2 separate regions of the Anas platyrhynchos genome follow, and region 1 is linked to region 2. A link is a contact called in public Hi-C data. All regions are on one chromosome and are shown on one strand. The core of a region is the stretch at or near the end of the contact, and the rest is flanking DNA. Distances in the headings are between cores, read along the strand shown. Region 1 overlaps RAD51B (RAD51 paralog B). Region 2 holds the start of ZFP36L1 (ZFP36 ring finger protein like 1).

The links. A called contact is a pair of places that touch in the nucleus more often than the background predicts.
Region 1: a Hi-C map of subcutaneous adipose tissue shows a contact between it and region 2, with 2.0 times the contacts expected there. The contact joins the enhancer-like site here to the promoter of ZFP36L1 in region 2. A contact is called at or near these places in 2 of 8 Hi-C or Micro-C datasets (skeletal muscle and subcutaneous adipose tissue).

The regions. Positions count from the first base shown.
Region 1 is chr5:37,470,870-37,477,396 of IASCAAS_PekinDuck_T2T, reverse strand. The region is part of intron 11 of RAD51B (RAD51 paralog B); the gene reads left to right. LOC106017967 (a long non-coding RNA gene) reads right to left here. Exons shown (of 4, transcript XR_011809713.1): 3 at 1-6,527. Among named protein-coding and RNA genes, the nearest start is that of ZFP36L1, 69 kb to the right of the region's middle. Within about 2 kb of position 1,401, at least 3 of the 8 cell types and tissues checked have an H3K27ac peak or open chromatin away from gene starts, as enhancers often do. A contact at or near this core is called in subcutaneous adipose tissue, where this site is marked.
Region 2 is chr5:37,401,821-37,408,364 of IASCAAS_PekinDuck_T2T, reverse strand. ZFP36L1 (ZFP36 ring finger protein like 1) reads right to left here and starts at 3,631. Exons shown (of 2, transcript XM_038179267.2): 1 at 3,383-3,631; 2 at 298-2,844. The coding sequence starts at 3,439. The coding sequence ends at 1,894. LOC119717004 (a long non-coding RNA gene) reads left to right here and starts at 3,989. Exons shown (of 3, transcript XR_011809715.1): 1 at 3,989-6,544. It overlaps RAD51B (RAD51 paralog B), which reads left to right. Exons shown (of 14, transcript XM_072038849.1): 14 at 1-1,151.

The DNA of each region.
Region 1 (6,527 bases), core at 152-2,651, 71 kb before region 2:
CAGAAATTGTGATTCTCAACTTGCACAAAATGCGTGCTCTGTTTTTTAAGGGTTTCTGCCAGACCCTGCTGACACATGAAGCATAAGAAAATATTTGGCATCAGCCACTTCCCCAGAGGTTTTTCCTCTTGTAGGTAGTGGAAAATGATCCCTCTGTACACATGTATTCAATTCTTTTAGGTCTATTCATAAGCAAAGGTTTCATCTCTTTTTTTAGTATACCCATTCTGATGGTTTCGCTATGCAGTTTGTGGTAATGAATATATTCACCTCCTTTTTTAGCCTCTGCTTCAGGGCACAGGGAACCATGCCAGGGCTGTAGGTTGTGGAGCAGCCCTCAAACTGTTTTTCAATGACTTGATCCCCCAGCTCTCCAAAGAGAAAGGCCTCTTGAGAAAGCAAAAGACTGGTTCCCTCTTCTCTTACATTATTTCTGAGTCTGTTGCTTACCTAGCTGCTGACTTTCCAACCTCCTCGCAGGAATGAACTTAACGCTGTTAGTCCAGGGTTTTACCAGTTTCCACTGAGGCACAGCTGGTGCTCACGCTGCTGCTGGCAACGCAGGCTCATGCACCAGTAAGCACCTGAGGGCCAAGAAATGTCACTGCCTTACCGGGCACTGGGAGCCCTTCATACTTCAGACCCTGACCCCCCTGTGCCCCTTCATACCTCAAACACCTCCCTGTGCCCCTTCATACCTCAGATACCTCCCTGTGCCCCTTTATACCTCAGACCCTGAGCCCCCTGTGCCCCTTCATACCTCAGACACCTCCCTGAGCCCCCAGCCCTTCTCCACAGGGCTCAGTACCGCAGCCCTTCAGGGTGTGCATCTCCTGGTGACACCCTCCAAAGAACTACACAGACCCTGCTTGCTTGGGTTCCCTACCCAGGCATACGCCAATGCCCCCAGTTACTGAGAGGGCACTTGGGTTTGTTGCACTGAGCGACAGGGGGAAGGGCCTGCCCTGAAACTGAGCGCGTGGTTCCTCTTCCCATCAAGTTCAGGGGAGGTTCAGCTCCCAGCCCAGCTTTGGTTACCAGGGAGGCTCAGCGAAGCAGAGCTATAAAGCAGGCCAAATGCAAACATTTGAAGCTCTGTGGCCCCTTGCAAGGGAACTATGCTGTGTCAAATCTCAACAGCTCACACTTACAGCCATGTCATCAAGGAGCATGAGCACACAACTGTTGTTAGAAGAGAGCGAGTGAGAAAAAAATAATAAAAAGAGAAAATGCAAGAGGCTTAGGAGGCCCCTGGTTTCCTTAATGGAATTAGCCCTTCCTTTATGAATTCCAGGGCTAGATGCTGTAAATGTGATTCACATACTCCCTCCCCTCACCAAAGCAGAAAGATCTGCTAGACACATGTTCGGAGTGGAGCAAGGGAAGATATGACGTGACTCGAGAGCCTGGAAGGCTAAAAGGAGTAGATGGGGGAGAGCTCTGCAGCCCTTGATCTTTGTAAGATTTACTGCCTTTGCCTCTTGCAAAGATCTTTTTTTCCTGGAAAATTGCTAGCTTCTAGCAATTTAAAAAAAAAAAAAAAATTGGCTGGGGCAGTAAACAAGATCTTTGAAGGGGGAAGGAAGCCAAGAGAAAGTCAGGCCCATTAGTCACGCAGCTGCATTTCCTGTCACAAAGGACCCCAGTTGAGTAATCACTCAAAATATGCTTATTATTTTTTCCTATTTTATTTCAACTTTCAGCCTGCCAATATCTACTGTAAGAAAAAAATTAAAACAAGAAAAAGAAAAAAAATCTTTTAGCCTCAGAAGGGAAAACAATGTAGAAAGAGACATTGATTTACATTATTTTTCCTTTTCTTTAATTTTCATAGCCTAAAAACACTTCAGTCATATGAGAGAAATGCATGTAGCGTAGAGTGGGTCTGAGGCAGTCCTGGTGTTTTCAGGGCACATAATTTCAGCATGAGTGTGAGTGTCAAAGTTGCTAGTCTCCACATCCAGCTGCTCCCATTAATTCATTGTACAACTTTGATTGAGTCATGTAATAATTTATCTGCAATTTATTTTGGCCATATGAAAGGTAAAGATGGTAATAGCTTCTGCATAATTGTTTTGTCAAGCTTCATTAATAATGCTTATAAGTAACATTGAGTCTTCTGATGAAAGCTTTGTCCACTGTCTGAAGGAAAATCGAGTGAGGATTGAAAAGATGTAGACTTGTAATTTAAAGCAGAACATTCTTATGAATGTATTTAAATGCATAAATGTATATATATATGTTATTTTTTATAAGATGTGAAAATAGGAACAAGGTTGTGAAATAGAAGAAGGAAAATCTTGCTGACGCTCTCTCTCTTGAGACACTCAAGGCAGAAGAATAGAGCAGACGTGTCATAGGGAACACCCCCTTTTGCAGTGTTGGAATAGAGCACGTCACAGACTGACTATACCACTTCCCCATCTCTAGATCTTGGAATAAAAGATGCTGTCTCTGGTCAACCTGGTACCAGCTTCAAAAAGAAGCCACAGATACATGAAGGAAGCAAAGCTGAAAAAATACCGTTTTTCCAGATTGCTGCAAAGAAAATACCTCTTTTACCAACAAACACAACTCCAGAATACCAAATTCCACATTTTATTTACTCAAAAGTAATGAGTGTGGTGACCAGGCCACCTATAAAGAATGACCATAAGCAAGCATCAGGGCAGCTGACAGTTTGTAGCCTACATTCCTGATTGGGGTACCTGACTATATGGCTGTATGAAAATGATTACAAAGGAATAAATTCCTTTTTGTATTGCTGTATAAGTAGACAGTAGGTGATTGCAGTTTATGGTACATAATAACATGACTTCAAATACTGCACAAAAAATGAAGCTTACATTTGCATGTAAGTGACTAGTAATGTCATGTAATTCTCTAATTTGCACACATTTGATACCACAGATGTGCAACGTTTTTAAAACCACAGCTTATGAGCAGATGTGATTTACCCAGCAATGTAAATCACAGCTTCCTAACGCTAGTTAAAGGGTGCAAACACAAACAAATGTGAGACTTATACAATTTGGTTTAAGAGAGATTTTGAAATGCTGTTTGCATATATTTTGTAAAGCAATTCAAAATAATCATATGTGCTTATTTACACTGAATGGAAAAGTAAGACTCTTGTGAGTCATGATCCAAATATGAAAAGTTCTGCTCCAAATTATGTCTCTAAAGTTCATCCTTTGTCTTTCCAAATGGCAGGCAGGGCGAGCTGTGCTCCTCAACGGGCACACAAGTGTACACTCCCTGGTTTGTGGTCAGAGCTAACACCAAGCCGTGGGGGTGGTCTGCTGCTCTTACACCAGATGACTTTCACTGCTACATATCCCAGACTACTGGATCCCCACATCATCTAACATTCTGTGCGACAGACATAGTTTTGTCCCTAAAACGGTCTCTGCTGCGATGTGGGCTTATAAGTCCATTTTCAGTGATTATTGGTATCCTCGCAATTTAGAAATTATATACTGGTAAGTATGAATGAGTGGAAATAATTAGTTTACAAGAGCAACATAAACTTTGAACATTTCCTTTTATGAGTACCACTGTATGTTATATTTCCTATACTATGGTTATAGGTATGTATAAATCACACTAGCATCTGATATATCAGACTCTGTAATAAATAGCTACCTATAGAATTAATTATACCTGACCAGTATTTGGGTAGCAACCAATAGTTATTTATTTACCTGCCTGTTTATCTTAGGATATGTATGGCTCTATAGTATCTGGGTATCTCCAAACCTCTGAACTTTTGATGTACTTGTTCTCTCCACGCAGGCCTGATGTAGATTAGTACAATTAGCTCTGTATACGTGTGCCAGTAAAGTCCTAAGATGAATGACTAACCCAGAATAGCCTCAGAAGTGTATGACTTCTTGATTCACCTGCTGGATGCAAAGAACTTCTCTCTTGTATAGATGGGAAGCTGAGTCATAAAGAAATAGTTACGTGCCCATAAGCACATAGATAGCAACAGAGAAGGAATCAGCTCATCGTATACAGAGCTTCAGTCCCTGGCTGTGTGTATTAAATTACTCTCTCCTGTCTTCAGTGAACTGATCATATTTGGTAAAATTGCCAGCAGTTGTTGCTCGTTGCAGTGTGGTACTTCTGTGATGTGCATGGAGGGGACCTAGAAAATAATTGCTTATTAAGCTACATTAAACAGCAAAAAGGGCAGTTGCTTAGTACATCGACAACTGAACTTGTCAGCCTTTCTACTGAACTGCTGAATGAATTTGGGCAATTCCTTCACATCCATATACTGGCATTGCTCTAATTTAATATAGGGATAATGCACTTGGAGCTCCAGGCACAAAAATCGCTGTATAGTCCTGCTCCAATTCTTATTTAAGACAGTGGAATGAGAATGCAAAGGGAAGGTACAGGGAAAATAGTTTTTTTTTTTTTTTTTTTTTCCAATTAATTGAATGAAGCTTCTGTGGAACAATTCAAAAATCTCCCTTCTGAAACAAGCATGGCTGGTAAGAAAATTTTAGCATCAAGTTGCATGTTGTCAGAGGACATGTTGATGCAGGGCTGTTGTGCTAGGGATGGTGCAGGCTTTGCAGCTGCGATTTAGGGCTTCTGCACCCCTCAGCCTATGGATAGGCCTGTTGTAGAGGGGCTTCTGGTCTGTGTAGATAGATACTCAGACCTCAGGGCTGAATGGAGCTTGCATTGGGGCCAGGGAAAACGCAAAGAGAACCGAGGTGTGGGGGCTGCTACTGCTGGCTGTAGTATCTTAACATCTGTTTAGATGCTGAAACAGAGTCCTCTGGGTCTGCCTCAGAGCTATTTTCTTCTCCTCCAATACAGCATAGGATTGTGGATCTGAGCTACATGTAGCCAATTAACTTCACTTTCAGCGCAAAACTGACTACGAAAGAGTTAACCTGACTAATGGCAACACTTCAGTAAAAGTGAGGGAGGTGGAACTCAAGTCCCAAGTCTTAATAAAATGCAGGTGTTTTATTGTTAGGTTAAGAACTCCTAGTCTAAGACTCCAGCAAGCATTTAAAAACAAGGAAAAAATGTGCTGTTGAATAAGAAACTTGGAAAGGCAACAACGGGCCGTGCTAGGCATTTATGGAGAGTGCAGCATTCACTGGCTAAGGCCTACCATAAAGTTCACAGAGGGAAAACAAAACACATAAACATTACATGAACGACACCTCTCACAACATGCATCTGGCCTCCGATGTATTACACCTGGGACTAACTTCTGACATTTTCCTTTCCACCATCCTGGCTTTGCTCTTACTGCCCCCCTACAGAGTATTTCTACAAGCGCTCTCCAACTCTTCCTCCTCCTCGTTTCCTGGTCTGTTTGTGGAACCTATGGGGTGACAGGCAGCATGGACATCACACTCAGCTACTCTTGCAAATGCTTTTTTGTCAGGGATGGGATTTTTTTTTTTTTTTTTTTTTAAGAGCAAATGATTACTATTGTAGAGCCAGCTAGTTAAAAGAAGTTGTAAAGAAATTGCTCATCATTGTGTTCTCTTTCCTTTTTCCTCCTTATCCCAAGGAAGCAGAAAATTTTGGGGAGCATTTTTCAGTAAACTACACCAAGTTTCGGTCACAAAATTGAGAGATTGCCCTGAACTTTGAGCTCTAGCTTTAAGTTTTTCATGTGTTTGGAGAACAGTAGTAGTTATGACTTAGTAAAGGGAAGTAGAAAATGATGAACCAGTGAAATCTGAATGTACTTATAGAGGCCCAAGGCCTAAGACAGACAGGTGAGATACTAGCAATACTAAGTGAAAGAATAGAAATGACATACAGAAAACTCTAAGAGAATAAAAATGAAACTGATGGAGCTGTTGAGCTTATAAACATGAGTACGTGCGAGCTCACATTTACATGGAGCAGAGCTCTTAGGACAGCCTGAGCAAATAATTCAGAAAACCAAAGAACAAAAATCAAAACCCTCTGTAATCACAGCCGGAAACCCAGAAACCCAAACAAGCCCACGTTGTGTGCCCTGAATGCACCACTGCACTGCGTCCTTGCTGCAGTGGCTGTACTGGGCCCTCTGTACTGGTGGGCAGGAATGGGAGCATCAGGCAGGCACGGCACAGGTGAAGAAGGAAGATGAAGCGCAGATCCGACCTTTTCTTCACACACCTTTAGGAATTACACTTCTTGACTCCCAGCCATCATCGAAAACAGGTGTATTTAAAAAGAAGCTTCTTGTTAAGATGCAATGGAAATGCAGACTGCAGATTAATAGGCGGACCAAGAGTAGAAATCTTCATTAAGAATATCCCAGAAATCCTTGTAGGAATCTTTGTGTTGCCCTGCTTGTGCATGGTCTCATGGGGACCATCAAGCAAGAGAAGTCTCTGTCAGCATCTGCTAGCTGCTTCTAATTTTAGATCTTCCCTGGCCTTTTCCTTTCCTCCTTTGCTTGGTGAGACTGCTTTTCATCCCACTCCTACTCTCCTTTGCAGCTGCTGGTTCCTGTTACTGTCTTGTGTCAGCAGTTCTCAATCTTCTCAGACAAC
Region 2 (6,544 bases), core at 2,382-4,881:
CACACCAACCAAAAAGAAGTTTGCGGAACTGACTGAGCAACTCAGGATGGGGGGAGGACTCCCTAAGAGACAGAGAGGGTTAGAGGCCATGGGACAAGCCACACCAGGTGCTCACTGACATTGACCTGCACACCCATGTGCTTGATGGGGCCGACCAGCTCCATCAGTGAGGTGCAAAGGGTGCCTGAGCACGTGGTGGGCATCGCAGGGGTGAAAAGGAGAGAAGTAGCTGCATTTGAGTGGTTCTCTAAAACCATCGCCTCGATTTTTGCAAGTAAAACCAGCTTCACTTGTCAGTTTCTTGAAAAAACTTGGGGTTTATTGATTTAAACTGCAAACAGTCGTTACAAAAGAGATTCTCTTTTAAATAAACTCACACAAAGAGGAAGAAAAAGCAATGTAGTGAACAGTAACAGGGGAAAAAAATTACATTCATTATTCTCTTTGTGCCAGTCCCGTTCACCTCGGCAAGGAAAACTCCAAACTTGGAATACAGAAAACGCAAAGACAAACTGTATTTGGAATGTCTTCAGATAGGCACTTTGAGCCCAAGGCTTTTCTCCTTGAAGAAACTATACAGAAAGAGGAAGAAAAAGGTCTTCCTCCCACGCTGTCTCGCAACAGAGCTCAGGTATGTACATTCTAAAGCCCACACAGGCAAGACCCAGGGGAGGGGAAGAGAAGAGGAAAGGCAAAGAAGCACATGAACTCAATTTGCAGTCCAACACAAAAAAAAAAAAGGGGGGGAGGAAGGGAATTCTAAAATAAATAATCCAAACACAGTTTTTGCATTTTTTTTAAATTAATTTTTCATTTTTTAAAATAAAATAACCAAAAAAAGTGTAAAGTTACAAAAAAATGTCATTGTAGTATAATATATTAAACTGTGGGGAAAAAAAAAGGAAAAGACACTTCACAATCTTAAGATTAATATGGAAGATCATAATTTAAACATAAAAGAATATATTCTATGGATTCATCATCCCGATAAATATGAACAAAATTAACAAAAAAGCATAGGTTTCGGCAATAAATACGTTTTGATAAGTTAAATAAGCTTTTTTATATTGTTGTGCAGTGACAAGCAAAATTTGCTCTCCAATTTCTGAAGTTATACAAAATTAAAAACCCAGAAAAAAAAATAATAAAAAGCTTGGCGTGAGTGCTCTAAGATAGGTCTAAAGTACTCTAGAGCAAAAACCATTAAAGCTATGTCTACTGGAACTTTGTTTACACAAACTTGTGTGTGTGGAATGACTTCCGTCAGCCCCACCCCCTCTATTTCTTTATTTGTTTTTAAGATGTCACATGAATACACGGGGAAACTTTTAGCACCAAAATCGAGTCTCTCATAGTCCCATCTCTTTTTTTTTTCATTTTGTTTTTTTTTTTTTTCATTTGCTCGTTTTCCTCCCAGTCGAAGTCCCACTCGTGTTACAATCTTTGTCCGTTCTCAGCTTGTCTTCCCGCAGACCTGAGTGGATCCAGGCAAGATGAGTCTGTAAGGGGGGAGAGCGCGCTGGATGTTAACGCCTGCCCACGTGCCTGCAGCCTAGCGGGAGCTGGCCAGTCGGGAAGGGACTGGGAGAGGGCGATGCAGTATGCAGCCAGTGGAGGGAGCTGGATCCGGACATTTCCTGCACATCTGGAAGTGCACAGAGCTGCTGGTGCCCTCTGCAGCTGGAGAGGTAATACAGTCACAGTGAAAGCATTAAAAGGCACTAATTTTTGTAAACGTTATTGCTTTTCATCGTAAATTTGGCACTTAAGGTTTAAGCCAGTGGGTCTACGACAGGCAGGTGGACACGTTAACATCCAGCTCCGACTACGGGGCCGGGGGAGTTCAGCTTAACATCGTAATAGAGGTGGGGGGGAGCAAGAGGAAACCCCAGATTAGTCGTCGGAGATGGAGAGTCTGCTGAAGATGGGAAGACGTCTTGAGGTGTCCAGGATAGGGGAATCTGAGCCGCTGTGGCTGCTGCTGGAGCTGCTCAGATAGCCCTCCTGGTCAGAGAGGGAGTCCTGAGGACTGGGCGGCGAGTCAAACAAGTTGGGGGACTCGGACATGGGCCTGAACAAGAACGTGGTGGGGGAGCTCCCGCTGGGCACCTGCACCCCCATGCTGGGGGCGAAGAGACTGACCAGCTCCTGGCTGGAGAAGGTGAAGGGGTTGCTGGCGCAGTCAGGCAGGGTGGGGGAGCCCAGCAGGTCGTCGGCGCTCAGCATGGGCGGCGGGGTGATGGAAGTGGGGCTGTCCAGCAGCCCGCTGGCAGCAGTGCTGGGGAAGCCTGCGAAGCTGAAGCTGTGCTGAAGGCGGGGTCTGTCAGTGACGGCGGGCTCCCGGCCGCCCGCCACGGCACGGCGCTCCTCGGCGTTGTGGATGAAGTGGCAGCGCGGCCCGTAGGGGCAGAAGCCGATGGTGTGGAAGGTGCGGCAGAGCTCGGTCTTGTACTTGGGGTGGCGGGTGAGGCTGCGCAGCTCGTGGATGCCGTGGGCGAACTGGCACTTGTCGCCGTACTTGCAGGCGCCGTTCTCCTCGAAGGGGCGGCACAGCTCCGTCTTGTAGCGGCTGGAGTTGACCTGGCCCCCGGGCTGCTTCTGCTGCAGCAGGCGCTCGCCGCCCTCGGAGAAGGAGCGGTCCCGAAAGCGGCTTTCCCGGGGGCCCAGCATGGGCGCGGGCTCCCCTTTCAGGCTGCTGAGGAGCTGGTTCTGGTGGAACTTGGAGTTGGGCAGGGTGACAGAGTGCCTCCTAGGGAAACCCCCGCCGGCCGGGGTGCCCACCGCCTTCCTGTCCAGCAGGCACCCGCTGACACCCGAGGGGCTGTAATTCAGCATCTTGTTGCTCTGCGGGCAGAAAGCAAGCACCGGTCACTGCCACCGCCTCAACGCAACTCTCCCCGGACGGGAGGCGACGCCGGGAGCCCTCGGAGGGCTCAGCCTCGGCGGCACAGCACGGCACAGCACAGCACAGCACAGCCCCCTGCACGTCCCGCCCGCCTGCTAAGAGCAAAGCAAACCCCGAGCCGCCCCTACGACCACCGTGGGGGCGGCTGCTGCGGGAGGAGCCCCCCGGGGGGAAGGCGCCGAGGGCTCGGGCTGCTCCCAGCCCTGCTCGCTGCTCCCCGCCCGGGCACGCTGCAGCGGGCGGCGGCAGCAGCTCGGCCCCCGCCCGGCCCCGGCCCTGCCCTGCCCGGCCCCGAAGCGGGGAGCAGGGAGAGGGGCCCGGGCTGAGCCCCGCCCGGCCGGGGAAAGTAAGGAGGAAAACGCAAAAAAAAAAAAAAAAAAAAAAAAAAGGATAAAAAGTAAAGCAAAAAAAAAAAAAAAAAAGCGCAGAGAGCCCCTGCAGGCGCCAACCCGGAGCGCGGCCAGCCGGCGCGTTTACCTTGCATAAAACTTCGCTCAGGTCGAAGATGGTGGGCGACACCAGGGCTGTGGACATCTTCGGCGAGCGAGGGGGGAAGCGGCAGGGGCGGCGGCAGGCAAGTGGAAGGAGTCGCGGTGTGGGTAAGGCGCAGCCTCCAGCTCGCAGCCTCCAGCGCTGCCTCCCCCCGCTGCTGCTAGCGCTGCCTCCGCTGCCGCCACCAGCCCGCCGCGCCCGCTCGCCGCTTCCAGCGGGCTCGGGCAAAAAGCTCAACTTATAAAGTTTTCCGACTTACCCCGGGAGGAGGAGCCGGCGGCGGGAGGAAGGGGAGGAGGAGGAGGAGGGCAGGGTGATTGACACCGCGTCTGAATCACCCGGGCGGGCAGGCCCAGAAAAAAAAAAAAAAAACTTCTCGGGGGAGGGAGCGGGGGGGTGAAGAAGATGGGAGGGGGAAGGGAGGGGAAAAAAAAAAAAAAAAGAAAAGGAAAAAAAAAAAAAGAGCGCGTCCCTTCCAGAACAGCCCCTGCGGGCAGCGCTCCCCTCCCCGCCCCGGACGCGGCTGTGCGCGGCTGCTGCGCGCGTGTGTGCGCGTGCCCGCGTGTGTGTGTGTGTGTGTGTGTGTGTGTGTGTGTGCGCGTGCAAGTGCAACGCGCGGCCCCGCGCAAAAGCCGCGCAAGTCCCGCGGCGCCCGCCCCTGCAGCTGGGGGCCCCCGGCAGCCCCGGGCTCGCTTTGTGCCGGGCTCTGCGCGGGGAGCGAGCTCGCAGCCGCCTTCCCGAAGTTGCTAAAAGGCGGTTTTAGAAGGGTGCTCGGTGCGCTCTGCCTCTCTTCTCCCCGTATGCTCTCTCCTGCCAGTCCCCTCTTTGAGTTGTAAAACTGAAAAAAAAAAAAGACTGTGTCTCTGAGCAAGTAATCTGTTCCAGATTTCAGTCGGCACAGTGTGATTCATACCGATATTGATATGGCGGGGGGGTGAGGGGGGGGGAGGAGGACGGGGGTAGTTTCGGTGTAAAAAAAGCCAAACGTCTCAAGGCTTCCTGATAGCAGGCTGCCTCAGCGCCACGGCGGCTGCCCTCCGAGGCGGCCGAGGGGCTGGGGGGGCGAGGGGCCCCTTGCCGGGGTCCCCCTGCCGTGGGTCCCTCCCGGCCCCCGCAGGGACCCAGCGGCCAGCGCCTTGAGGACTTGAAGCAACTCATCCGCTTCCTCCGCTGTTTGCTTTAGAGTCTCGGGAGCCGGACTTTGAACTGGCGGCTGAGCTTTTTCCCCTCCTTCGCTCTTCGAGAACGGCCAAAACAACCAAGGAGAGGAACGCCCACGGGCTCTGGCTATGCCAGAGTCCTTTCTTTCTTTCTTTCTTTCCTTTTTTTTTTTTTTATTATTTACTTAGGGAGAGCAATCAGGTTCCTCGAATTTCCTTCTCTTTCTAGTTTCTTTTCTTTCGCCTTGGCCAGAAGCGAGGAGTAACCAGGGGAGAGACCAGTCTATTATTTTCTGCAGTTGTTTACTGATTCTGTAGATGGTGCTTGTTCCCAGGGCTCCGAGCCTCTCTATAATTAAACCCATTTTAATTGTTAGGTTAGAAACGTCATTTCGGGGACTTTCCAAGAGTTACCGAGAAAGCCGGCCGAGATAACTATTTCACTACTGAGTTGCTCTGAGCCGTTTTTGTTTTTTTCTTTTTCTCGGCTTCCTCCCTGCTCCCTCTTGTGCTGAAATGTGCATATTCGCTCGCCCCACGCGTGCGTATGTTTTGGAAACTTGGGGTTTGAGGTCGCGCATTTCCACGCATCGAGCAGCGAACGCCGAAGCCGAGAAGGAATTTTTTCCAGTGATTTAGCTTGTCAAAACCTGACTCCGTGGTGGTCTGCTTTGCATTCAGCGCGCACATGCTCAGAGCAGGAATTTAGCTGCTCGCCCCACCTCGTGGCTAAAAGTCAGAGCCCTCCAGGCCAAAGTGGGAATTTGTGTGGGCATGAATTCACACCGACTGGAGGAATGAAAAATCAGAGCCTTGCACCTTCTGCCAGAGCCCTGCAAGAACTTTGATAAATGGAAATGAATAAAGATAGGTAAATGAATAAATGAAAGTAAATTATTAAAGGAGGTTACTGAAAAAGTGAATGAATGCATGCCATGCTCATTAGCCACCCTGTGTGGGGCATGTTCCAGCTGGGACACTACTGCTGGGCCCAGGGAACGGCAATAAATGTCCAGGGCTTCTGAGCCCGACCCAAGTCCCTCTTCAGCACAGGAGCAGCATCTGTAGCATTCTCACTCCCCAGTTCTGGTGCAGGCAGATGCTAAACTTGTCTCAGAATAGACACAGATAAGGGTCCTGGTCCATGCACGCATCCAGCCGAGCAGTTATAAACTGCTTTCCAAAATTGGAGCTGGCATACGCCAGAACGGCCCGAAAATGGGGAACAGACTAGGGGACTGCAAATGAAAACGACAAGCCGGGAGGTTTAAAGAAGTACTTCTTCAAATCGCGCGTGCACGAAGCTGTGGGCTCATTGGCACATGATGCTGTGGAGGTCAAAAGTATAAACGGGGTCAAAAAAGCAATTTGACAAATTTATGGAGGAAAAGTCCCTGGAGGTTTACTAAAGCCAAAGGCAGACCTGAACTGTGTGTCGCTGGACAATGCCCAGTGAAGTACTGCTCTGTCATCCCCCTGCACTTTCCCCTGAGTATTGACTGATTTTGGCGGTAAGAGGAAGGCTAAAACAGACTCTTGATCTGACCCAGTACAGTTATTTTTACATAGTCCTGGCCTGTCCTTGCGCTCTGTACTCCATCAAACCCTAATGGACTCCTCTGGAGCATGGGTTGTGTGAGGAGCCTCGCAGAAGCCCCTGAGGCGCTGGCAGGGGCTGACCCGAACCCTTGCTCCCGCACACTGAGCCACTTTACCTCCCAGCAGCTCATGGCGCTGCTGCAGCCAGACACACCTTTTCCTGTCATCTCCTGCTTTTCGTGGGCCTGCGGACATCAGCGGGAGGCCTCACTGGGGCAGCCAACGCTCCCACCGTGCAGGTGGAGCTGCGTACCCTGTGCTGGCTGGAGGTGGGCCTCGCACGCGTGGCTCTCGCGGCACAGTGTGGAGGTGTCCAGGCCGGGCAGGAGAAGCTCCACGCTGGGAAGTAGAGGTCAGCGCTGTCTCGTGCCTGGGCCACTGGGCTCAG